4 separate regions of the Mus musculus genome follow, and regions 1, 2 and 3 are each linked to region 4. A link is a contact called in public HiChIP or PLAC-seq and promoter capture Hi-C data. All regions are on one chromosome and are shown on one strand. Each heading gives the region's core, a stretch centred on a gene start, on an enhancer-like site or on the middle of the called end of the contact. The rest is flanking DNA. Distances are from core to core; before and after follow the strand shown. Region 1 holds the start of Trdmt1 (tRNA aspartic acid methyltransferase 1). Region 2 holds the start of Mrc1 (mannose receptor, C type 1). Region 3 holds the start of St8sia6 (ST8 alpha-N-acetyl-neuraminide alpha-2,8-sialyltransferase 6). Region 4 holds the start of Itga8 (integrin alpha 8).

Region 1 (2,700 bases), core at 142-2,641, 1.2 Mb after region 4:
CTGCTAGACAGATCTAGGTTAGGCTTCTGGCTCTACCACCAAGCTAGCTTATTACAGACTCAGAACAGGTCCTGACATGTAGATGCCCTTAATAAAAGGTAAAGCCAGCTGTCACTGTTATTAATCTTTATTAGCTGCATAAATAAAGAAAAACACCAGGATGTACTACTTCCTTACAGATAAATTTAAAACCAAAGTTTATCTAACATACAAACACTAAAAAAGATTAATAATTAAATATTAATTGTTATTAATTAATATGATTAAGACCTCTTCTATAAGCAAACCTCAAACCGAAGATGTAGGGAGCTTTCGGTAACCAGAAAGTTACTTTGGATAACAGGGAAAGTATTTCTTAACAGGTCATATATTAACTAACATAAGGCAGGTTAAAAAAAAAAAAAAAGCTATCGTAGAAAAGTTTGAATTTGCAATCTCTGAGAGGCAACAGAAGCAAAAGTAAAAGTAAAGGCTAGAACTTAGGGACTTTCAAGAGTGAAGGAATACAAAAATCTTGCTCCACTTAGCTTCTTGTTACTCTAGTTAATAAAAAGAGAAGCAAAGTTTCCTTTTTGCATTTGTCTTAGTCTTAGCAACTTCAGGACAGACGTGCTTGCACATGTGCACAGACACACACACACACACACAAACACGCGCCCGCACACCCACTGTCACTTCATATCCCAAGTGCCTAAAATACAGTACTGGTCAATGGAGTTCACCAAGTAAATATTTCTGAGTTATCACAAAAGTGGGTAGAGACCAAAGAAATTACGAAGCTTCCAAACCTAAGTGACAGCAAACTAATTTCTAAGCTGCTACAGTGTGTCAAGCACATTACTGTTTTTAATTCTCCCCCTTCACACTAATACTTGTACATTTCTATCTTGAACTGCAGTTATCCCCCTGCTCCAACCCACCCCCGCCCGCTTTCGTGACTTCCTCCAAGCCCAGTGACAGCCAGTCTAGAATTTGGATCTTGGCTTTGGGCAAAGGGCTCGCCCTTGCCTTAACTTTGTCTGAAGCAACTTAGGTTCATTTGGCTGCACACGAATGCAGCCTCACAAACAGTACCATGGGGAGCCGGCCTGCTTAGGCTCCAAGGATTGGGGCCAGAGTAGGGGAGTCTCAGCCTGGAGGGGCGGACCAGGGAGGCTCACTAAAGTGGTTTCCAGGGCAACCGAGGTCGACCGCACCAGGTCCCGCCCCACCGCCCCGCCGCCCCGCCCCTCCGCGGCGCGAGAGCCGGAACCTGCGGCCCCAAGTGAATCCAAGAGAAGCTGTCTGTCCGCTCACCTCGCAGCGCGTGGTGCATGCCACCAATGCCACTGTACAGCTCCAGGACACGCAGAGGTTCCATCCTCTCGCAACCGCGACCGCGGCCTGGAAACTAGGCCTACCGGTTCTCTGCGTCTCTTACTCCCCCATGTCCGCTCCGTTCCCTTCGCTTCTGGTTCCGCGGCTTTTCAGTTCCCCCAACCCCCTGTTCCTCTAGCTGCAGATTAAGATCACAGTTTGGAGCCCGGGGGCTAGCAGGGCTAGGAAGGGGACAAAGGACAGACAAACTATTAATAAGGCCTCCCAAGTGAGAGACTGCCGCTCCTTAGCCTGATTTGTGCTTTTTCCTCCTTGTTTTGTGTTTTCTGAGGCCTTGAGTAGAGAGCTGAAACCACCCTTGGCTTTGAAGTAAATTACTGATTAGAACACAGTCTTTTTGTTTGTTTGGTTTTGGTTTTTTTGTTTGTTTGTTTTTAACTGCAGGTTCCTTTTGTTCTTTTAAAGTCTGACCTGATCAAGCAATTCTTTGAGGAATCTTGGGCACATATCTATATGCTCTCTGGTGTGCCTGTGCGAGAGTAAGAAGTTAAGTCCTACCAGGCTCTTTCCTAAAGAAAGCTCCAGAATTACAAGTACTTAAAGCCGATCCCTCTGAGCCCATTCATAATAGGGAGGATGCCTGCTATAAATGAAAATAGGACTCATCCTATTTACCCCGACACATGCTGTTTCTTTTTATTGAAAACAGATTTTCTTCTTCACATAATATATCCTGATTGCAATTCCTCCTCCTTTACTGAAGTACCCCTAGCTCCTCCCCACCCCATCAAGATCCACCCAGTTTCTGTCTCTCATTAGAAAACAAATGGGCTTCTATAACAATGAAATAAAACAAGACAACAAAAACTAACACATCGGTATTGAGCAAAGCAAACGGGGGGGGGGGGGCGGGGGGGGGCGACGGGAGACAAGAAAAGGCCCAAGAAATGGAAAACCCATTTGCACACTCATAAAAACACTTAACTGGAAACCATAATAATAAATGCAAAGAGCAGTAGGGTAAAAAGAGAGAAGAAAATATATAAATAAAATAAAATAAAATAAAATAAAATAAAATAAAATAAAATAAAACATAAGTTAAAAATTGAAGGAGGAGGAGCCCTGGCACAACATTATAAGACAAAGACTCTCCAATGATGCTATTGAGTTCATTTCCTGTTGGCCATCAACTGCTGGGCCCACGGCCTACTCTTAAGAGTAGTTTGTTTCCCCAGTGAGATTCCCTTGGAGGAAAACAAATCTTCATTTGCAGGAGGTTATCAACCAGATATTGTTCTGAATTAGGGATGGGATGTGCCCAGTTCTCCTTGCAGCTCTAGGGCCCCACACGGTGCAGGCCTGTGCATGCTGCCTCAGTCTTTT
Region 2 (2,700 bases), core at 101-2,600, 1.9 Mb after region 4:
AGCATGATGGGACACACTTATAATCCCAGCTCTCAGAAAGTCAAAACAGAGGAACCAAGAATTCAAGGCCAGCCTGCGCTACAAACGCAAGACTGTTTCGGTGTTCCTGTGATAAGTCAGTTACGCAGTGATTGAAAAGGAAACGTTTGCAGCCTCTCACCAGTTGTGGGAGAATTTTCTTTGTCAGTTAAGCCTTGATAGAATGAAAAAGAACGGTGGGTCCCTTCTCAGAATCTTCCTAATTTAGGCTTTTTAAAAAGAAAATTCTTGAGAGAAACCACAGCTTATTGGGAAATGAGTGTGTACCTGCCTCAGCGTGGATGGGTCTGAACAGCTTTTCACTTGAAGGTAAACCATCTGTTTACAACTTCTAAGTCGCCAGTGTTTCCAGAGCTTCTTTTTGAAACGATGACATTTCCCACGCTCCAGTTTCAGGTCTTCCCTGACTAACCACAAATATCCATTTCTAAATATTCTTAATTCTTGTTGAACGTCTGGAAAAAAAAAATCAGTGTTTAGGTGGGTTGTGTGGTGCTTTGTGAACGACCCTGCAAAATCATGAAGACGAAACCCCACTGTCATCGAATCAACAAGCAACTTTTGGACTCAAGCCAGGCTTTCTTTTGCAAGAGAGAGAGAGAGGTCTTCCCTTTTTCAAACTCTGAGGACTGTAATGGTTGAGGCCTGGCAGCGAACCGACAACAAAGCTATTGCCACTATTTCCTCTGGCTTTCTAAGGAAAGCTGCTAGAACTTTCTATCCCTGGGCTTCATTGAGGTTGTCTTAAAATTAACTTCTGTCATTTTCCTTCTAGAGACAGGGGCAAAACTCTACGTGAACCATACCTTTGATCCTTTCCAAGGAGTGTGTGTGTGTGTGTGTGTGTGTGTGTGTGTGTGTGTGTGTGTGTGTGTTGGTGCTCGGGCTCTAAGCCTGAGCAGGAAGAGCTTCTGATGCTTTCCAGCGAGTGTCCTCCCTTTCTGACTGTAGAATTGTGGGTGAGAGCCTCCACAGCTGCCTCCTGGAGACTTTTTCCCACCCAGATAATGGCCTCCGTTTGGTTACTGCCCAGCACCTGTGGAGAGCTCAGCAGGGCTGCCTCTCCCTGCTGCTCATGGCCTGGGTCCTCACTTCTCCCCACTTCCTGCGTTTTCTCCTCTCCTACACATGTTCCTCTCTCCCCTTCCTCCTGTGCCTTAGCTTACGAAGCAAAGTTGTAACTTTGAATTCCTGTTTTTCTAACCGCCCCCATGTGACAGGATATCTCTCAATTGGAGGGTTTTCCTAAATTCAGGAGTCCTTTAAAAGGGACAGCTTCCTCTGTCCTCCTTTTCAGTCAGGCAGCTCCCAGACCTTGGACTGAGCAAAGGGGCAACCTGGGGACCTGGTTGTATTCTTTGCCTTTCCCAGTCTCCCTCTTCTCCCTCATTGGAAGATCCACTCTGGGCCATGAGGCTTCTCCTGCTTCTGGCTTTTATCTCTGTCATCCCTGTCTCTGTTCAGCTATTGGGTAAGTCTGTTTTGAGGTGGGGGCTTTGCATACCATTTTGTTTGAAGTTTATGCTAAAAGTCCTGTGTACATCTGGAAGAGGAATTGAGCGATCTGTGTTTTTACCTGACCTTCATCAAGCTTGCACTTGGCTTTGACCTGAACACACCAGGGTGGGAGTTGAGCTAGAGTCAGGCGATGCTGTTGCTCTCTGTTGTTAGATGTTGTCCAAGATGAAGCCCCCCAGCACCTCCGTCCTCCTGAGGACATCATGTCTGGGTATTTCTACCTGGTTTGTGCAATGCCTTCTTGTTTTGTTGCTTGCCCTAGTTCTAGTTTCCAGTTTATGCCGTTGCTATCCTACTCCCAATAGATAGCGCTGAGTATCTCGGGTGGGGAAAGAGGAACTTGCAGCCCCTCGTCCTAGATGCAAATTGATAAGGAGAGGACGCGGGGATTCTCACACTCGACTTTTCCCGTGAGCCGTTTCATTCATAATTTCTATTGCTAGAAAGTCCGCCCTTTTCTGCTTCCAGAATTGTTCATATTGTCTCACAGGTGGATGTGTTCGATGCTGAAGTCTGAAAGTGGTTGATATGTCCGTAGGAACAGATCAGGGCTCTTTAGATGCGCAAGGGCATTGCTGAGTCAGCGTTTCTCTGGATTCTTAAGCACCAGTATGGAAGGGACTGGGAGAGTTTGCACTCCCAGGTCTATTTCGAGACTATTTTGGCTTTTCAACACCCTTCACTTCCATCAGACAACTAAAGCCTGCTGGACACAGTTCGTACCCTTGGTCTTAGCCGAAGTCCTGTGGTGACGCTGATGCCAGGAAATTCTCTAGGGAACTGTATGATAAAGATTTTCTCAGTTTTCTTAGGAATGTTTCCCTCCTTGAGACAGCAGGATGCCTCCCTAATGCCGTTCTCTTCGTGACTACAAATACTGGGACAGAGTGTGAGGTCTTGTGGGTCACTTGGTGGACCCAGTTACAGGGACACAAAATGTGAGGTCTTTCAGCTCTCTCTAGAGAGTAAAAGGCGAATATAAATGGGCACAGGAGAGTCCCTTCCAGATCCAGATGTCTTTGTGTTACTTGAGAACCTGTGATTTCTCAGCTCCTCACTGGGGGTTGGATTCTAGACTTGTAATCTGTGGTAGATCCACACCCTCAGACTCTTTTTACCATTTATTTATTTCAAAACAATGTT
Region 3 (2,700 bases), core at 95-2,594, 1.5 Mb after region 4:
TGAAAATGATACCTGGGTCTGGGCTCTGAGTTAATATTAAATTCTCTTATGTATTTCCCCTATGGCTTTCTATATTAAGTTGTGTTATTTCTATAATCAGAATAATAGATATCCAATAATTACTGTACATTAATACACACCCACAGTAAGGAAGAAATGTAAGTTCTTTTTCATCCAGGACAAACACACTGAAGAATTGTATTCCTTCGATCTCAACACAGATGCACTTTAAAGAACAGAAAACAAAACCCACAAACCAAATCTCTCAGTAAAGATAGACAAGTGCCTTCTCTGGGGTTTTCCACACACCTTTATCTACAGAATTCAGTACCCATCTTTGAAAGTGTAGCCGATATGGAGAGATGTGTTTTTAAAGGTTGATGTGCGTAGTCTCTCTCTCTCTCTCTCTCTCTCTCTCTCTCTCTCTCTCTCTCTCTCTCTCTCTCTCTCTCTCTCTCTCTGTCAAAGACAGACAGAGACAGACAGACAGAGATATCCAGGCAAAACGCTCAAGTGAGTTCCACGGGTCTCGCAGTCTTGCCCAGACCTTGTCCATCTGTCCCTAGTGGCCTTAGTACCTGTTCCTGGTGCGTGGTACCGGGGTTGTCGGGCTCCAGAGTGTCTTCAGTGCAGCTGAGGTACCACTGGTGTCCTCTCTGCTTCCCTCCATCAACAGCCTGCACAGCCAGGGAGAAAACTAAGTTATTACACCGCGTTGGAAGCCAGTGTGGCTGGCAGACTGGGCACTGCACTCCAGACGTAATCAGAGCATCTTTGTGCACCCCAGCTCCCGGGATGGGTCCCTAATCTTGAAGTTAGACAGGAAAAATCCCATAGGACAAAACCAGGAGTAGAATGGGGGAGTCCTGGAGCCTGGCGGGAAACCTCTTCAGGAGGTTCCGCTCTGCAGCTCCCTCGCCCACAGAGGCACTATCCGGAGCCCTCCCAACCCCGACGTGTCCCTTTCCACTTCAAACCAAGACATCCGGCCAAGCGTCGCCTCTCCGCGACCCCTGATCTCCACCCTACCCTCAAGGAGCTGCTTAGTCAAAAGTCTAAAGTGGTCAGTCACCCGGATCTTTCCGGGCGTCCCCTGGAAGCAACACCCAGAGCACAGCGTGGGCGCACCGGACCTTTCAGGTGGGGCGAGTTGAGGCCGGGGAATTACCTGGAGCGGGCAGGCGCGTCGGCTGGGCACCAGAGCATACGCAGGAGGAGCAGCAGCATCAGGCTGCCTATGAGGGCGAACAGCGTGCCCCCCGATCTCATCCTGAGCCACGGGCGTCCTCGCCGCCAAAGCTGCCGGGGCGAAGCGCAGCCCGGGCGGCACCGACTCGCCGCTCCGGTCACCGCCTTCGCCGCCGCCGCCACCGCGGCCGCTGCCACGCACACCCCCAGCGTTCAAAGGCGGTGGCGCGGGCCCGCACTCTGGGGGCTGCCCAGAGCCCAGCCTGCAACAGTGTTGCTGGGCACCGAGCCGAAGAAGCCGCGTTCGGGCTCGCTCGCTTCTTCCAAGCCAGCCCCGGCCGCCGAAGCTGGCGAAGCTGGCGGACAGCTAGCGGATGACGATTCTCCAAGCTCGTCGCTTGTCCTCCCGGAGGCGCTCGGAGCCGCTGCGGGCTCTGGTCGCTGCAGCCGCCGCTGCCTCTGCCTACTGCTGCCGCCGCCGCCACGCGGGGTCACCTGAAGGTTGGGGTATGAGCGCTCAACTCCGCGCTGATTGGGCTCCAACTTTTCAGCTGCTCTCACCTTCGCCCGAGTGCGCGCTTGGCCCCAAGTGACCCACCCAATCACATTGCGACTCTGCTATGTAGCTGAGGCCCTGAGCTAGAACCTGGAGGACTGAAGAGAAGAGCAGAAAGGACCCACTTCAAAAAGTTTGCAAACTGGGTTGCTCAGTTGGATCCTCCCACGTGCCTGAAAGCTGCCAGGAACTTGGTAACGTTTGAGTAGACTGGCATTGCATGGCACCTTCCCACGACGTTCCGTGGACAGTTGACACCAAATTACCAAGAGATCTTCAAGGGCAATTTGTCCACCCACCTTTGACCAGAGTCATCTCTGCTTGCTTTAAAACAACTGTTTTATTGGACATCTTTGTGTCCAGTAATTTGTATTATTGATGAGCATGCGATTGTGTGACAGATTGACTGCTTATAAGGGCAGAATTGAGTAGTGGTGACTGCGAGTCTATAGCTCTCAAAACCTGAAGTGTTTACCATTGTTTACCAAATGTTTTTCAGAAAAACAGATTTGCCTACTGCCAATGGAGGTGATCTCTGGATTTTAAATTCTTGCCTAATCCAGAACCTAATTGGAATTATAACGAACACGAGAATTTCACCAATAAGAGAAAAATGCACCAACCAATCATAGGCAGCTAACTCATCACACCACGCAAAGTCAGTTACCTACATGTAGCCAATCAGGTGATCCCTCTACTAAGACTTTGTGCCCGCCCACCAAAAGCTTGCTGCCCACTGATAGGCAGATATCCCCTCTTCTGTTTCCCAGTGCTGCCTAATTCACGAGTCCTTCTTTGTTCAAGTAAATGGTTGACATTTATTTGTCTCAAATATTTCTTTTCTCGTAGCTATAGGTCGACATCCAGTTTCTGTGTTGAAACTCTATCCTCCAACTGTGATTTGATCCTCAACACGAGGCTGGAGAGATGGCCCACTTGAGTTGGATGAATTAGCT
Region 4 (2,700 bases), core at 96-2,595:
GCCTCTGCCAACCAAGTATTAAGCCTGTGCTCCCCTCCCCTCACAGCTGTGGGTTTCTACTGGTCCCAAGCACCTCCTCCCCTAGTGTTCACCTCTGAACAGTAGGGAAACGGATGTTACCAGATGCATCCAAACACTCAGATTTACATTAGGAGGGGGGGAAAGAACACTAAATTGCCGCGAGGAATGGCTCTGGTTCTTTTCAACCAGGGGCCACACTACAGGTTAGCATCACTTACTGGTGGTGTCAAACGGTATCTGCTTGCACTGTGCAGACCTCTCTGAGGGCCAGGGACAGTAGTAGACAGCTCCCCCTTCTACGATATCCGGCTGGCTAGTGTTGGCTTTGGGTGCCCCCACTAAGACACTGGCTCTGCAAAGAGATTGGAGAAAGTCACTCCTCTGGGAACATTTACCCGTGTGCCCAGTCTGTAGAAGCATGCCCACCGGACTGCGGCAGCAGCGGCAGGCACAAACAGGTTTATTGTGGAAAGACTGCCAAACTTGATTTCCTCTTTGGAAGCCTATGAGCACCAGAAACCTGGTTTTGGAAGAGGCTGCTAATGGTTCTGCCTGTCTAGGTGGAGGTAGGTGGAGACTGTGATGGGGAAGGCAGATCCCAACTGTCTGCAACCTAAGGCGCTATGAGATTCCGTAGGAACAGACTGCGCGGTCCTTATTTTAAAACTGACCTGAGTCTGTCCCGCCCCACTCTCTCCTTTGTATAATGCTCTTGTCTTTGAATCCGAACTTATATACCAGTGGAGCATCTCCAATCCCAGATTCATGGGCACATCTATTTAGCATAAGTCAGGAGGAAAGATGTTGGTAGCAGGCAAAGAGCAGAATCCGACCCGGAGTGGGCAGTTGCCTGAAATATCAGACATCCTTTCCTCCTGGCTGCGGAGACCTCTGAGAGACAGAGACAGGACCTGGAATCGCGCGCCACCAAGCCACCAACCCAACCCAGCAACTTACGTGCGCGCATCAGGTATGTAGAAGTCCAGTGAGTAGCCGAAGTAGCTGCCCTCGGGGCCACTGTACACAGTGAGCTTGTCCACATCCAAGTTGAACGCCAGACACGCAGGGGACCACAGCATCCCCAGCGCGGCCGAGACGCAACAGAGACGCGCGAACGGAGGTGCCCGGTTCCCCGGGGGACCACAGTGGGTTCCCGCAGACATCGCCCTCCTTCCCGAACGCTGTTCACCCGGGATCGGGAGCCGTGGAGCCCAGAGGAGAAGGCCTGACGCTCCCCAGAGGCCGGTGTCCCGGGTCGGTGAGCTAGGAGCGTCCACAGTGACAGTCCTCTCGCCCTGTGCGGCCCGCCGACCCCGCTGCTCTGGGCTTGCAGCAGCGGATCCCGCGCTCGACCCTCTCCAGCCCCTGGCTGGGGCCGGCGCGCTCTTCGCGCCCTCTAGCGGCTAGTTCTCAGGCTGCAGGACGGAGCTTGCGGTCTAGGACCGGGCAAGTGCCTGTTGAGCCCGCTAGATTTCGAGTCTCTAGTTTAAGGACCATCTAAATTTTATGGATGTCACCTCAAGTCATTGTTTTGGAGAAGCGGTGTTCCATATGCGGCGAGAATTTAATGATTTCCCAATATTGCGCAGCTCGGATACAAGCATACAAAAGAGTATACCAACTCCAGAAAAGAGTGGTTATATGGCTGTCACCTCTACCTTTGAGGGTAAATCAGTTTCTTCCTCAGTAAATGGGATTTGATAATGGAATGTAAGAACCCTCTTCCTCTCCTATTCCGCTGACATACTAATACAAAAATCCTGTAGGTTTTCTCAGTCTTTCTCAAGGGCATCTCTGGCACATTGTATGATTTGGTATAAACCTCTATCCTATGAGGTTGTGATGAAGGACTGCAAAGTCAGAAATGCTGCAGTTAACAGTTTTCAAAAGCAGGGCTTGGGAGTGAAAGTTTGAGACAACAGGATCTCTTCCTCACCAGTACTAGTTGTTGATCTTTCGAGGAGCCCGAAGGTGAAGGGAGCAGACTAGAACTGTGTGTATAAATGGTTTTTTATAAATACAAACTTTTCAGGACATAGATTGGTGATAAAAAAAACAACATGACTCTGAGGTCACACAGAATTTAAGTGTAGGCAAAGAAGTGTGGGACATGGTGACACATACCTGAAATCCCAACACTGTTTTGTTTGGGGGCAGGGGCTGTAATAAGAGGATCTTTTGTTGGACAGCCTGGGCTAACCTAACAAGTTCAAGACTAGCCTGAGAAGGCTGTGTTAAATATATATATATATATATATATATATATATATATATATATATATACACACACACACGTGTGTGTGTGTGTGAGAGAGAGACAGAGACAGAGACAGAGACAGAGAGACAGAGAGAGAGACAGAGAAGGGGCAAGCTGTTTCTGGGTAATTTCAGGAAAGTTGGAAACAAATTTAGATGTAGACAAGAATTTGAATAGGAGACTTAGATTTGGACCTCCCGGAAGCAGATGAGGGAAACACTGAAGGCACTAATCTCCTAGCATTAGATGACCATGTACAAGATCGTAGTGAAAAGGAGTATCCAAGGAGTGGTCTGAAATAGGGCTGGATGGATCCTGAGACCAGGGATCCAGGCAAAAGTAGCCAAAGCAGAAATATGATAGGCACCAGAGATTCAAATGTCCAGTGGCAAGTCATCTGAATAAAAAGAAAGCAGGGATGG

The links. Promoter capture Hi-C pulls out the DNA fragments that hold promoters and counts their contacts. HiChIP or PLAC-seq counts read pairs in DNA pulled down with a chosen protein or histone mark. Capture Hi-C pulls out chosen DNA fragments and counts their contacts.
Region 1: an H3K27ac HiChIP or PLAC-seq map of microglia shows a contact between it and region 4, with 5 times the contacts expected there. The contact joins the promoter of Trdmt1 here to the promoter of Itga8 in region 4. A contact is called at or near these places in 5 of 39 promoter capture datasets (the 3T3-L1 cell line, hippocampal neurons, liver and 1 more) and 1 of 115 datasets of contacts at active chromatin or transcription factors (microglia).
Region 2: a contact with region 4 is called in a promoter capture Hi-C map of liver, with 4 times the contacts expected there. The contact joins the promoter of Mrc1 here to the promoter of Itga8 in region 4. A contact is called at or near these places in 1 of 39 promoter capture datasets (liver) and 2 of 9 other capture datasets (adipose tissue and liver).
Region 3: a promoter capture Hi-C map of adipose tissue shows a contact between it and region 4, with 4 times the contacts expected there. The contact joins the promoter of St8sia6 here to the promoter of Itga8 in region 4. A contact is called at or near these places in 1 of 39 promoter capture datasets (liver) and 1 of 9 other capture datasets (adipose tissue).

The regions. Positions count from the first base shown.
Region 1 is chr2:13,543,273-13,545,972 of GRCm38.p6, forward strand. It overlaps Trdmt1 (tRNA aspartic acid methyltransferase 1), which reads right to left and starts at 1,392. Exons shown (of 11, transcript NM_010067.4): 1 at 1,297-1,392. The coding sequence starts at 1,360.
Region 2 is chr2:14,228,064-14,230,763 of GRCm38.p6, forward strand. It overlaps Mrc1 (mannose receptor, C type 1), which reads left to right and starts at 1,351. Exons shown (of 30, transcript NM_008625.2): 1 at 1,351-1,510. The coding sequence starts at 1,450.
Region 3 is chr2:13,792,176-13,794,875 of GRCm38.p6, forward strand. It overlaps St8sia6 (ST8 alpha-N-acetyl-neuraminide alpha-2,8-sialyltransferase 6), which reads right to left and starts at 1,345. Exons shown (of 8, transcript NM_145838.1): 1 at 1,169-1,345; 2 at 579-677. The coding sequence starts at 1,269.
Region 4 is chr2:12,300,599-12,303,298 of GRCm38.p6, forward strand. Itga8 (integrin alpha 8) reads right to left here and starts at 1,346. Exons shown (of 30, transcript NM_001001309.3): 1 at 979-1,346; 2 at 240-373. The coding sequence starts at 1,184. It overlaps E030013I19Rik (RIKEN cDNA E030013I19 gene), which reads left to right and starts at 648. Exons shown (of 2, transcript NR_040353.1): 1 at 648-991.